Regions from separate parts of the Sus scrofa genome. Here region 1 is linked to region 2. Evidence: chromatin contacts called from public Hi-C data. All regions are on one chromosome and are shown on one strand. The core of a region is the stretch at or near the end of the contact, and the rest is flanking DNA. Distances in the headings are between cores, read along the strand shown.

Evidence for each region. Hi-C and Micro-C count contacts between places; a contact is called where the count stands out from the background.
Region 1: a contact with region 2 is called in a Hi-C map of retroperitoneal adipose tissue, with 2.3 times the contacts expected there. The contact joins the enhancer-like site here to the promoter of CEP68 in region 2. A contact is called at or near these places in 5 of 5 promoter capture datasets (fetal liver, fetal skeletal muscle, liver and 1 more), 25 of 47 Hi-C or Micro-C datasets (adipose tissue, alveolar macrophages, blood and 14 more) and 2 of 2 datasets of contacts at active chromatin or transcription factors (alveolar macrophages and skeletal muscle).

What each region holds. Positions count from the first base shown.
Region 1 is chr3:77,021,834-77,027,604 of Sscrofa11.1, forward strand. No RefSeq gene overlaps it. Among named protein-coding and RNA genes, the nearest start is that of SLC1A4, 54 kb to the left of the region's middle. Within about 2 kb of position 3,293, at least 4 of the 83 cell types and tissues checked have an H3K27ac peak or open chromatin away from gene starts, as enhancers often do. A contact at or near this core is called in retroperitoneal adipose tissue, where this site is marked.
Region 2 is chr3:76,930,488-76,936,146 of Sscrofa11.1, forward strand. CEP68 (centrosomal protein of 68 kDa) reads right to left here and starts at 2,186. Exons shown (of 7, transcript XM_021087449.1): 1 at 2,020-2,186.

The DNA.
Region 1 (5,771 bases), core at 2,043-4,542, 92 kb after region 2:
GATTTCAGATTATAAGGAGGAAGATTTCATATAACAAGAGCCTTCCTGGACCAGGTTACATCAAAGGAGGATCCAAAAGAGAGAATGGGAGTAGACATGCTGGGAAGGAAGAGATAATTCAGGGAAGGAAAAGATCTTGAACAGGTGCCTGAGACAGGAAAGCCTGTGGTAGGGAGTTCTAGTAAGTCAATTTTGCTAGAATGGTGAGTACGTAAAGGGAGGAATGGGAATTAGATTGAAGATGTAGGTTCCTACCAGTCTGAAGTTTGTTTTGTTTCTTTTTGGCCATGTCTGTGGCATGCAGAAGTTCCCAGGCCAGGGATCAAACCCGTACCACAAGAGTCATAACCTGGATCCTTAAACACTAGGCCACCAGGGAACTCCTGTGAAGTTTGTTCCACTCCTTATTACCTGTACACAAAATAATCAGAGCTGAGTTTCAGAAAGAATTCAGTAAAGAAGAGAGGATGAGAATGAAGTTCCAGACACTGTGTGGGAGTCTATGAGTAACTGTCCAAGCGAGAAAGAGTCCATGGCTTCTAGGCTGACCATTGTCCCAATTTTTCCAGAAGTAAGGGATTTCCAGGATGTGGGACTTTCAGTGTTGAAATTAGGACAGAGTTTGGCAAACTGGAATGGTTGTTCACCCTAAGCCATAAGGGAAAAGACTGATAAATTTCACTGAGTAAAAATAACATGGCCAAAAAAATCAAAGTGTCAGTATTTTTCTCCAGAGGAAATTAAAATAAATGAAAATCTCTTTGAGACTTTCCAATTCCTATCATCCAACCTCCAGGTGCTCTGGACACCATCAGCACCAGGAACCCCACCACCCCTGAATTCCCAAGTTCTGACATCCTACTTTAACCAAAACCATTCATATTTTCAGCACTCTCCTGCCCTTTCAGAGTCCTCCAATTCCTTCACTACCCCTCTTCCTCCTGCCTGTCTTCACCCCCTTCTATCCAGCCAAGACCACTTCCTCAGTCACTCCAACAAACTAAGTCAATACCATGCCTTTTGGTCCTCTGCCCTTGAAAAACTCTGGACTCTGGGTCAGCTTCACCATCTGGCCCCCTCCTACATAAAGCCTGTAGAGAAACCTTAGATGAAGGCTCAGTACTGCCCACTGATGTTTCTTTCTGCTCCTTTTTCCCCACACAATTCTTCAAGCCCTGCTCTACTGCCCATCTGGCTATGTGACCTTGGGCTAGTTGTGATGATTAAATGCATTAACATGCATAAACACTTAGCACAGTGCTTGGCATGTGACAAGTACCCCCTAAGTGTTAGCTTTTTCTGACACAAGGATTTTGACCACACACTTAGAAGGGTTGAATCAGTGTTTCAAGTGGTGTAGGTCACAGTAGTGTTTGACAAATCAATCACATGAGGCAACAATGCACTGTGCAAAATTTTACTTTTGCAAAAATTTAAACAGATGTTTCATCAAGGAAGATACATATAAGCTCATAAGAAGCTGCTCAACATTACTAGTCACTGGGAAAAATGCAAATGAAAACTACAATGATCTCCCATTACACACATGCAGAATGTCTAAAATTAAAACAAAACAAAACAAAACAATCTTACCAAGTTTTGCCATGGGTGTGGAGGAATCAGAAATCATGCAATGCTGGTGGAATGTAAAATGTTTGGAAAAACAGTTTCACAGTTCTTTTCCTTTTTCATTTTCTGGCAAATTTCTTAGAATTTTAAATACAAACCTACCATAAGACCTAGCCATTCCACCCCTAGGTATTTGGCCAAGAGAAAAGAAAGCACATGTCCACACAAAGACGTGTACACAGATGAGCTAACTGTAATAGTTCTAACTGTAATAGCTCAAAGCTGGAAACAAGCCAAACTCTTTCAACAGGTACATGGATGATACACAAGTTGGGATTTATCCATGCCGTGTGAATAAGCTATCGATACAACACAACAATGTGGATAATTCACAAAGTTATTATGCTAAGTGAAAGAAGCCAGGCAAAAAGAGTACACATTGCATGATTCCACTTATATAAAATTCTAGAATGCAATTTATGATGTTGAAAGGCAAGTCCATAGTTTCTTAGTAATAACAAAGGCGGTGGACAGGGCAGGAATAATTACAAGTGAGCTTGAGAAAGCTTCTGAGGGTGATGGATGTGTTGTCTCAACCGTGGTGGTGGTTTCATGGATGCATACATAGGTCAGAACTTCCAAACTGTGTCAGTAATACCTTAACAAAGCTATTAAAAATGACTTTTGCAGATTAAAGTCTCAGCTTTTAGGAACACCAGCTGCAAAAAAGGGAACCTGGGAGTTTCCATTGTGTCTCAGAGGGTTAAGAACCCAACATAGCATTCCTGAGGATGTAGGTTTGATCCCTGGCCTCGCTCAGTGGATTAAGGATCCAGCATTGCTGCAACCTGAGGCATAGGTCACAGATGTGGCTTAGATCTGGTATTGCTGTGGCTGTGGCCTAGGCTGGCAGCTTCAGCTCCTATTCGACCCCTAACCTAGGAACTTCCATATGCCACACATGCAGCCCTAAAAAAGGAAACTGGCTGACTTGGCGGTGAAATGAGTGTCACCTTATTGTTTAAACACTCTAAACCAGTGAAATAGAAATCTTACAAAAATCAATAAGAATTAAAAAAAAGAAAAATGCATAATTACTATTTAGAAAATATTTCTTACAGTTCTTATAATTACATACAGAATAATAAACACTTAAGACACAAGTATTTTCCAGTGCTAAAACATCTGCCCTTTGAACAGTCTTAAATAGATTAATATTTCCAAATAATTCTATATTAATTTAACAATAAACCTAGGATTAAGAGAGAGAGATTTAAGATAAACATAGCTCCAAAAGAAAAAAGATGAAATGAATGTTCCAACAGCAATTAGCATCAATTTAGTAAAATGAAGATTAGGACTCCTTGAAGGGAAGCCAACCCTGGGGTTTCTCCCCACTCTTGAATCTTCATATCAAAGACAAACTCCTCCTTGGTTTACTCAGGCCTTTTACAAAGAGCAGCAGCTGCTAACGAGCGCCTGGCCACGTGAGACAAATTGTAAGTAGACGGCTGCTAAGAGGTTGTTTTTCCCCAAAGGGGAAAGTGAGCCAAACCCAAGGAGGAGAAGGCGACCAGGAGGAAGAGAACAGGCTCATAACAGAGTGAAACAACAATGAAGGGAAAGTGTCCAGGCCACAGTGCCTGAGTGCCCTAAGAAGCCCCTGGGAACTGACACAAATGTTTTCTATAGGAGAGTCGGAGGCAGAGAGCACAGCTGCCAGCCAGCCCTGTGGCGTGGGTGAGCCGCCCTGCCTTCCATGCCTCGGTTTCCTTGCCTGTCAAATGGGGGTGCTGGCACCCATCTCACAGGGTTGCTGAGATGCTCAAAATTGCCAAGAACCTTGAAAGTGTTTCAAAAACATTTTACAAATTAGCAACATCTGGGCACTTATCAGAAATCAGAACTTGGGGAAAGTAAGCCTTTATCAAGCTTCTCCATACTTTTTACAATAATATCCCACCAACCAAGAAGGCTGAGCTTTCATTTCTGCCTGTTGCATGATGAGAAGAAATAGGCATTTGTCTTATTTCCCTGTTGTGCAAACTCCTACGCCTCAGTTCACTCCCCTGACCCCGTCCCCCGTGATGTGCTTATGTGAATTCAGATTAACTGAGCCTGGACTCGAGGACTGAATTGTGGTTGGTTTTAAGGTCTGTCTGGAAACCGCCTGTCCCACCTGGGTGCTTCCTCCTCTTCCCTCCCCCGAGTTGAAGCCACAGGCCCCCATGCCGGTCCTAGCCAGCCGCAGTGCCTCAGACCATCCTGTCCTACCTCTAGCGTCTGCCTGTGCCAGCATCCTGTATTTTGTTAAGGGAGCAAGAAAGTCCCTATCCAGTCTCATTCCAGAGTCTCTGTCATCACAACCAGCCCAAGAGCTCCAGGCTCCTAGGTTGGGGACTTGGCAAGACTTTCATTTCCACACAGCGCTCACTTCTCCTGTCCCAGATGCAGAAAGTGGAGTCTGGCCCTGAATTCTGGCCAAGCCTCCTCTGTAAGGAGACGTGCCCAGTGAGCTGACGTGACCAGTGAGGCCCTCTGGATAAAGCGGGTTTCTCAACCTCAGCACTGCTGACATTCTGGTTCAGATAATTCTTTGTGGGGGATGGAGGGTGCCCTGCACATTGTGAGGGTTTAGCTTCATCCCTGGCCTCTACCCGCTAGATGCTCCCCTCCCCTGAGCTGTTACAACCCCAAATGTCCTCAGATGTTGCCCAAATTGTTCCTGATTAGGAATCACAGGGATAAAGCTTCTCTGACCTGCCTCCCAGAGTCCCTGTCCCTGGAGACCTCTGTTGCCCCTTGAATACCATCTGTCCCTGGTCAGTGAGCACAACCCCAGAGACTGACTGGCTAGCCTTCTGCTCCGAGGGACATCTGTTGAGTTTTTGGCTGCCCAGCCTCTGAACTCTCTTCCTGGGTGTGGGAAATCCCACCCAACATGAAGGGGAGGCAAAGGTCACTGGGTGGAACACAAAGACCACCGCTGAGGACAGGGCCTCTCCCAGCTTCTCTTGTGGTTGATGTTCACACCTATCCAGGTCCTCAGAGCACGGAAATGCCTTTTTTGTTTTTTCAACAATCTGTGTTAAAACCCTTCTAGAACACAGAAGGCTTGTAAGGGAGACTCCAACTCACCATTGCCACCAGAGCATGGCTGCCATGGAAACTTGTGGAGAGGGCATGTATGTTAGTGTGGAGCTTGGAGGACCTGTGGGTCCAGAGAAGGAAGAAGGATGAACCTGCTTGACAAGCCCTGACTCCAAAGAAAAGCTGTTCATCTTTAGCCCAGTGATTTCTGAGGAGGAATGGAAGACCAAGAAAGCACGAATGGGGTGGGGGGGGGGTGGTTGGGGAAACCGTGGTTGGGGAAACCAATAGATTTTACTAAACAAGAGTGAACGTGAAACAATGCCTGAGTAAAATAAAACTGCTCGAAAACTGAGAAAAACAGTTGCAGTAAACAGAACATGAAACAGTTTGCTAGTCTTAATGTATAAAAAATTATTTGATGCTCTAAGAAAAATATCAAAATACTTGATGGAAAATAAAGACAAGTGACACATCAGCTTATTTGCTGGAACAAAAATACAAAATACAGGTAAACCAAAGAAAAATGCTTAGGTACATGCTGGGCTGCACCCTGCAGGCCTGCAAGCCTTGCAGTTACCCAACCTCGAGAACAAAGAAAGAGCTCAGGGACAGTGACAAAGACATCCATGGCTTATTAGGCAGGGGGATCTTATACAAAGGGTCCTGGAGTGACACCCCCACCGTGTGTGGCAGACGAGACATGTGGCAATCATCACTACCCAAGGGAGAAAGAGGCTACCATTTAAAGGGGAAACTGACTTCAGGTGGGCTCAGTTACCAAGCGCTAACTAAGCCCTATAATTAAGAGGACTGTATAGTTGTGTGAGTGAAGCAGGGCCTGGTGGAGCAGGGGACGTACAGAGAGCAAAAGAACAGCCATTTCGAATGGCCTGACCATACAGTACATTAGAAATGAAACAGGGCGTTCCTGTTGTGGTGTAGCGGAAATGAATCCGACTAGCATCCATGAGGATGCGGGTTCAATGCGACCTTGCTCAGTGAGTTGGAGATCTCCTGTTGCCATGAGCTATGGTAGCTTGCAGCTACAGCTCCAATTCGACCCCTAGCCTGGGAACTTCCATATGGCAGGTGAGGCCCTAAAAATAAAA
Region 2 (5,659 bases), core at 936-3,435:
TTGACTATAACAAAGAATTGTGTAAATTGTATGGAAGGAAACCACCTAATCTTCATTTAATTGGTCTTTCCCACTAAAACATTTGACCTTTATGATATAGTCCTGAAGTGTATGTTTAAACTCTAATTACTTCCTTTTTTTTTTTTAATGTCTTTTTAGAGCCGCACCTGCAGCATATGGAGATTCCCAGGCTAGGGACCCAATCCGAGCTGTAGCTGCGGGCCTACACCACAGCCACAGCCACACCAGATCTGACCTGCATCTGTGACCTACACCACAGCTCACGGCAACGCCGGATCCTTAACCCACTGAGCGAGGCCAGGGATGGAACCTGCGTCCTCATGGATACTAGTCAGATTTGTTTCCATTGCGCCACGACAGGAACTCCGGCACTTAATTATTTTTCACTAAATATAGTTTGGTTCAGGTGCAAACTGGAGTTATCCTAGATTTCCCTTGGTCTCATCTCATATCCAATTCATCCATAAACCCAGCTGAACCTACTACCTTCAAAATCCCTCCAGGATCAAGCCGTTGCAAAAGGGCACCACTCTCCCTCTCTTGAGCTTTGTTTTAATTCCTTATCTGTCCCTTACTTCCACCACTGTTCTCTGTAACTGGAATGACATTTAGAAGACAATTCTTATCGCATCTCTTTCCTGCTGTTACTTTCCAGCGGCTCCCAGGACACATCACACCTCACCATCATCTACTGTCTACACAACCAGCCCCTGCCTGCCTCTCAGAACTCATTTCTTCCACTTTCCCCCTCAGCCACTCTGTTCCAATCACATGAGCTTTCTTGCTGCTCTTTAAACATGCAATAAATCTGTTTTCAATGAATGGAATATAATAGTTGGTGAATGAGTGAGTAAATTCTAGAATAACTATATAATCAGTAACAGTCGGTACAAACTCATGCTAGCCCAGTCCAGGGAAATGCTTTTTTACCCATCTGGTCTAAACTAGTGGTTCTCAGCCTTCACCTGGTATCAGAATCACCTGGAGGTCTTGTTGAAACTCAAGCAGTCACCCCCACCCCCAGAGTTTTGGATTCAATAGTTCTGGGGTGGGCCTAAAAATATGCATTTCTTTTTTTTATTCTTCTGTCTTTTCAGGGCCTCTCTCACAGCAGATGGAAGTTCTCAGGCTAGGGGTCAAACTGGAGCTGCAGCTGCAGGCCTACACCACAGCCAGAGCAATGCAGGATCCAAGCCGCGACTGCGACCTACACCACAGCTCATGGCAACGCCGGATCCTTAAACCACTAAGCAGGGAGTGAACATCCATCCTCATGGATACTAGTCAGGTTTGTTTCTTTCTGCTGAGCCATGATGGGGGAACTCCGAAAAATGTGCATTTCTAATTTTCTAATAAGTTCCCAGTGTACCGGTCCAGGCACATACTTTGGCTTAAACATTCCAGCCCAGAAGGCCAATTCCACATTCTGGGCAGACATTTGGCAAATTTTGTCCTGCTGTTTGTTCCTGTCTGCTCTTAGAATGAAAAGATTAACTGCAGAAAGGTATGGAGAAAAAAAACCACTGGACCTCATTTTTTGACACTTAGCCACAGGGTGGCCCCCTAGCTCCAGTAATGACTCCACTGGCCCCCAATTAAAACAGCTTTTGTTATTTGGAGAAGTTCTCAATCATTTTTTTATTATTAAAAAAAAGTGAAATTAGCTGTTGGACCAGTAGTTAGTTTGCTGTGTACAAAAGGCTGTCTCATGAGGCACACAGGTGTCTTCCTCAGCAGTGTAAAATTTTGTACCCTGTTAGAAATCACTTCTGTCCTTCAGATGGACATAAGAGAGGGGAAAACAGGTTTGTAAGTGTGGGAAGACACTATATTCAGAAAATGAAAGGAGATTTCGCTGTAGCCGACAAGGGAGGGAACACACACAGGACAAACGTCAGGCTTAGGCTGTCTGCAGCCCAGGGCGCCCTGCGCGCAGCAGACACCATACAGGCTGACCAGCCTCTCACGCGCCTCGCACCCCGCCAATCCCCTCCTTACTGTTTTGAGGAGGGCGTCTTTCCTTCCTTCAGCAGCCAGCTACCCTTCCCCGGCGACTTCACCTCACCCTACCAAGGGGGCCGAGGACCAGAAGGAGGAGGAGGAGGAGAAAAGGATGGAGGATTGAGAGCTTGCGCTGTCGCCTTCCTGGGCGAGGCGTTGGTACCTGAGGGGCTGGGCTGGCAGCTGATAGGTCAAGGTGGCGAGGGCTGGGCGGGGCTGCGTGCGTGGACTCAGGGTGTGCGACCCCTCCCTCTTCTCGCCTGCGCACCTGTTCTCTTGTTTCTCTTTGCAGATTGAAACAATACCTGCGTTTGACACATTCAAGGAGGCTGGAACATGCATCCAAGGGAGAATGTGCAAAAGTTAAAAATAGCCTCCCATATTACAAGGGGCTTCTAGTCCCAGAAAGGGAAACAAAACTGTAACATTCCTAAGGACACTGTCCAATTGACATATTCTTCAATAATATAGTTTCAGTAGTTTAAATGTGATCTTTGCATGGACTAGGAAGTTGATCTTTTTTCCCCAATAAGGGTCTCATGGAGGCTAATAGGTTGACTGCTTTGAAACCAACTGGTAATCATTAGTCTTTCAGTTTTATTAAATATATGAGACCCATGCTTCTTATCACAAATATCATTCTTATTTCTCTGCTTTCTACTCATTTGAGAGAAAAAAAAAAAAACCAAGGGGATGTACAACTTCAAATAGCTGTAAAGTAGCTATTGCCGAACAAATATAGAGACATCACAGAACCAGATCCACCCGCCCCAGGGGGGTTTGAAGTATTCGTTCTTTATGAAAATCTGCATGTGTCATATAACAGGCATTTAGGGGAATCCAGGCCTTGTCTGGGAGAGGGGGATGGGTCCTCTAAATGGAAGCTGTGGCAGGCCCTACCCATTAGCTCCTCAAGCCGCATTCTAACTCCCTCAGGTGTAAACCCTGGAAAACTAGAAACCATTTTCCTAGATTTCCTTGAAGCTCCGCCAAGCAGAGGCACCTGTGTGACACTTAGAAGGTGAGCTGGGGAAGGTGCAAGTGAGGAATGCAGGTAGAGCTGTAGTCTGTTGGGAAGTTGGGCTGCAGTAGCTGAGGTCAGGTTTCTACTGCCTGGTTCCTTGTGTCCAAGGTGCGAGGTGGTGGGCAGTGCCAGCAATGGACTATCTGTAAGGACAATACTTCTAGAACTCAGAACTCTTGGCTGCATTGCTCCTGGCTACTAGCAACCTGTCTGTTTCCTTATCCTTCTCAGAAATTCTGTGTGCTTCTTACAAATAGTCTGTCATCAATGCTTTTCTGCTGTTCATCACGGAAATGGATTGTGTTGTCTGTAACTTGAAGCCCTTACCAATAGGTAACTAGATCTAAATCACAGCTATTCACACTGGGCTCAAGGAGGTGTGTTGTGATATCATTCCCTTTAAATCCCCAGAAGTTGTGACAAATCTGTTACCCTAGTAACTGGTCACAGCTTTGATGGCTTCCTCCTACATGCGCAGTCAGAGGGGTTCTAGCGCTCCTTATCTGGCTGTGGATTCTGCCTGTTCCCCCATCCAGTTCCTTGAAGGTGTTCATTTTGAAAGCCAGCTGACACTCTTCCTTGGCACTCTGGTGGCACCTCCAGCACTGTCGCTTGGATGTCTTTTGACAGCTATCACCATGAGAATGCAAACATGATAGGGAAGTGAACATATTGACTTTTATGACTCAAAATGAAAAAACAAAGCACAAGTGCTCATTGATCCAGGGCTTGCAGTACAGGTTGCCATGAGAGCTCTCAGTGGAGGGAATATAATATTCCATCTACTTGCTAATAGGTATTGTTTAAAAAAAAACTATGTTAACCCTATTCTTCAGTATATAATTGCTCATGTGAATGGCACTACCAGCTCTGCATAGATCAATGCAAACTATAGTGTACTTTTACTGTACAAAAAGAAGGCAGGAAATTTGAACATAGAGAGTGAAAGCCACCTAGAGAGGCTGCATGTCAATAGTACTGACTAGACAGTGCGAGAAGGCACCTGCTAAGAAAGGACATAACGTGGCTGCTGCGACTCTAATGCTAAATTCCAGTGTGCAAGTATGTGTGTGTGTGTGGCGGGGGGTGGTTTCTCTTGTACCATCAATCAATTCTCCAACACCATCTTGGTGTCCTAAAATTCAACTCAATTCTGACACTATCCACGAGGAGAAAATATCAGATTCCACAGCTTAAGGACAGAGTCCCACCAAACTGCCCCCACTTCAGATGCCAACTGCAAGTCCAGGTTGTTACCTGTGCTTCTGACTGATCCGTTACAAATCAGAGGTTTCCATAGCCCCCTCCTTTGGTTTGATTAATTTGCTAGGGCTCACAGAACTCAGGAAAATACTTACTTACTAGATTACAGGAGTTCTCTAAAAGGATATAATTCAGGAACAGCCAGATGGAAGAGATGCATAGAACAAGGGATGTGGGAAGGGGCGCGCAACTTCTATGCTGAGTGTGCTGCTCTCCCGCAAATCCCTCTGTATTCACCACCCCAGAAGCTCTCCAAGCCCCATCCTTTGGAGTTTTTATGGAGGCTTCAAGACATTGGCATGATTGATTAAATCATTGGCCACTGGTTATCAATTCGAACCCCTCCCACCCCTCTCCCCTCTCCAGGAGTCAAGGGGTGGGATTGAAAGTTCCAACCTCTAACCACCTGGCTGGTTCCCCTGGCAACTGGCCTCCATCTTTAGGTGCTTGCCAAAAGTCACTTCATTAACATAAACCAAGTTGTAGTGGAAAGAGGCTGGTTATGAACAACAGGACACTCATTTCGCCTTTATGGCTCTGAAGCAATTTCAAGGAACTGAGGATAAGAGACCAAATACTCTGACAAAAGATGCTTCCATTATTCTTATCATTTAGGGAATTCCAAGTGTTTGGGGAGCTGTGGGCCAGGAACTGTGGATGAAGATCAAACATTTATGAGAAGTATATTTCAGTCACCTGAATGACCATTTATATATATATATATATATATATATATATATATATATATATATATATAGCCCAGCTGTTTGCAGCCTTGGCTGCACATTAGAATCACCTGGGACTTGAAAAATGTACATTGGGAGTTCCCGTCGTGGTGCAGTGGTTAATGAATCCGACTAGGAACCATGAGGTTGCGGGTTCAGTCCCTGCCCTTGCTCAGTGGGTTAAGGATCCGACGTTGCCGTGAGCTGTGGTGTAGGTTGCAGACGCGGCTCGGATCCTGCGTTGCTGTGGCTCTGGCGTAGGCTGGCAGCCACAGCTCCGATTGGACCCCTAGCCTGGGAACCTCCATATGCCTCAGGAGCGGCCCAAGAAATAGCAAAAAGACAAAAAAAAAAAATGTACATTATTCAGGTCCAAACCTAGACCAATGGGATCAGACTCTTTGTAAGGAGCAAGCACTCACTAAGCTGAGGTGATTCTAATGAGAACCACTCCGGACACTCACTGAAACTTTCTTCCCAAAGAAGGAACACTTTTGAGCTTTATGCAGATTTTCTTTTTTCACCTTAAAGGCAGAGCTAGGGGACAGTTGTGCCCTAGAACCTGGGAAGTTCATTTGTACAAACCATCCTAAGAGCCCCAAGACTATCAACTCAGTCTCGTTGT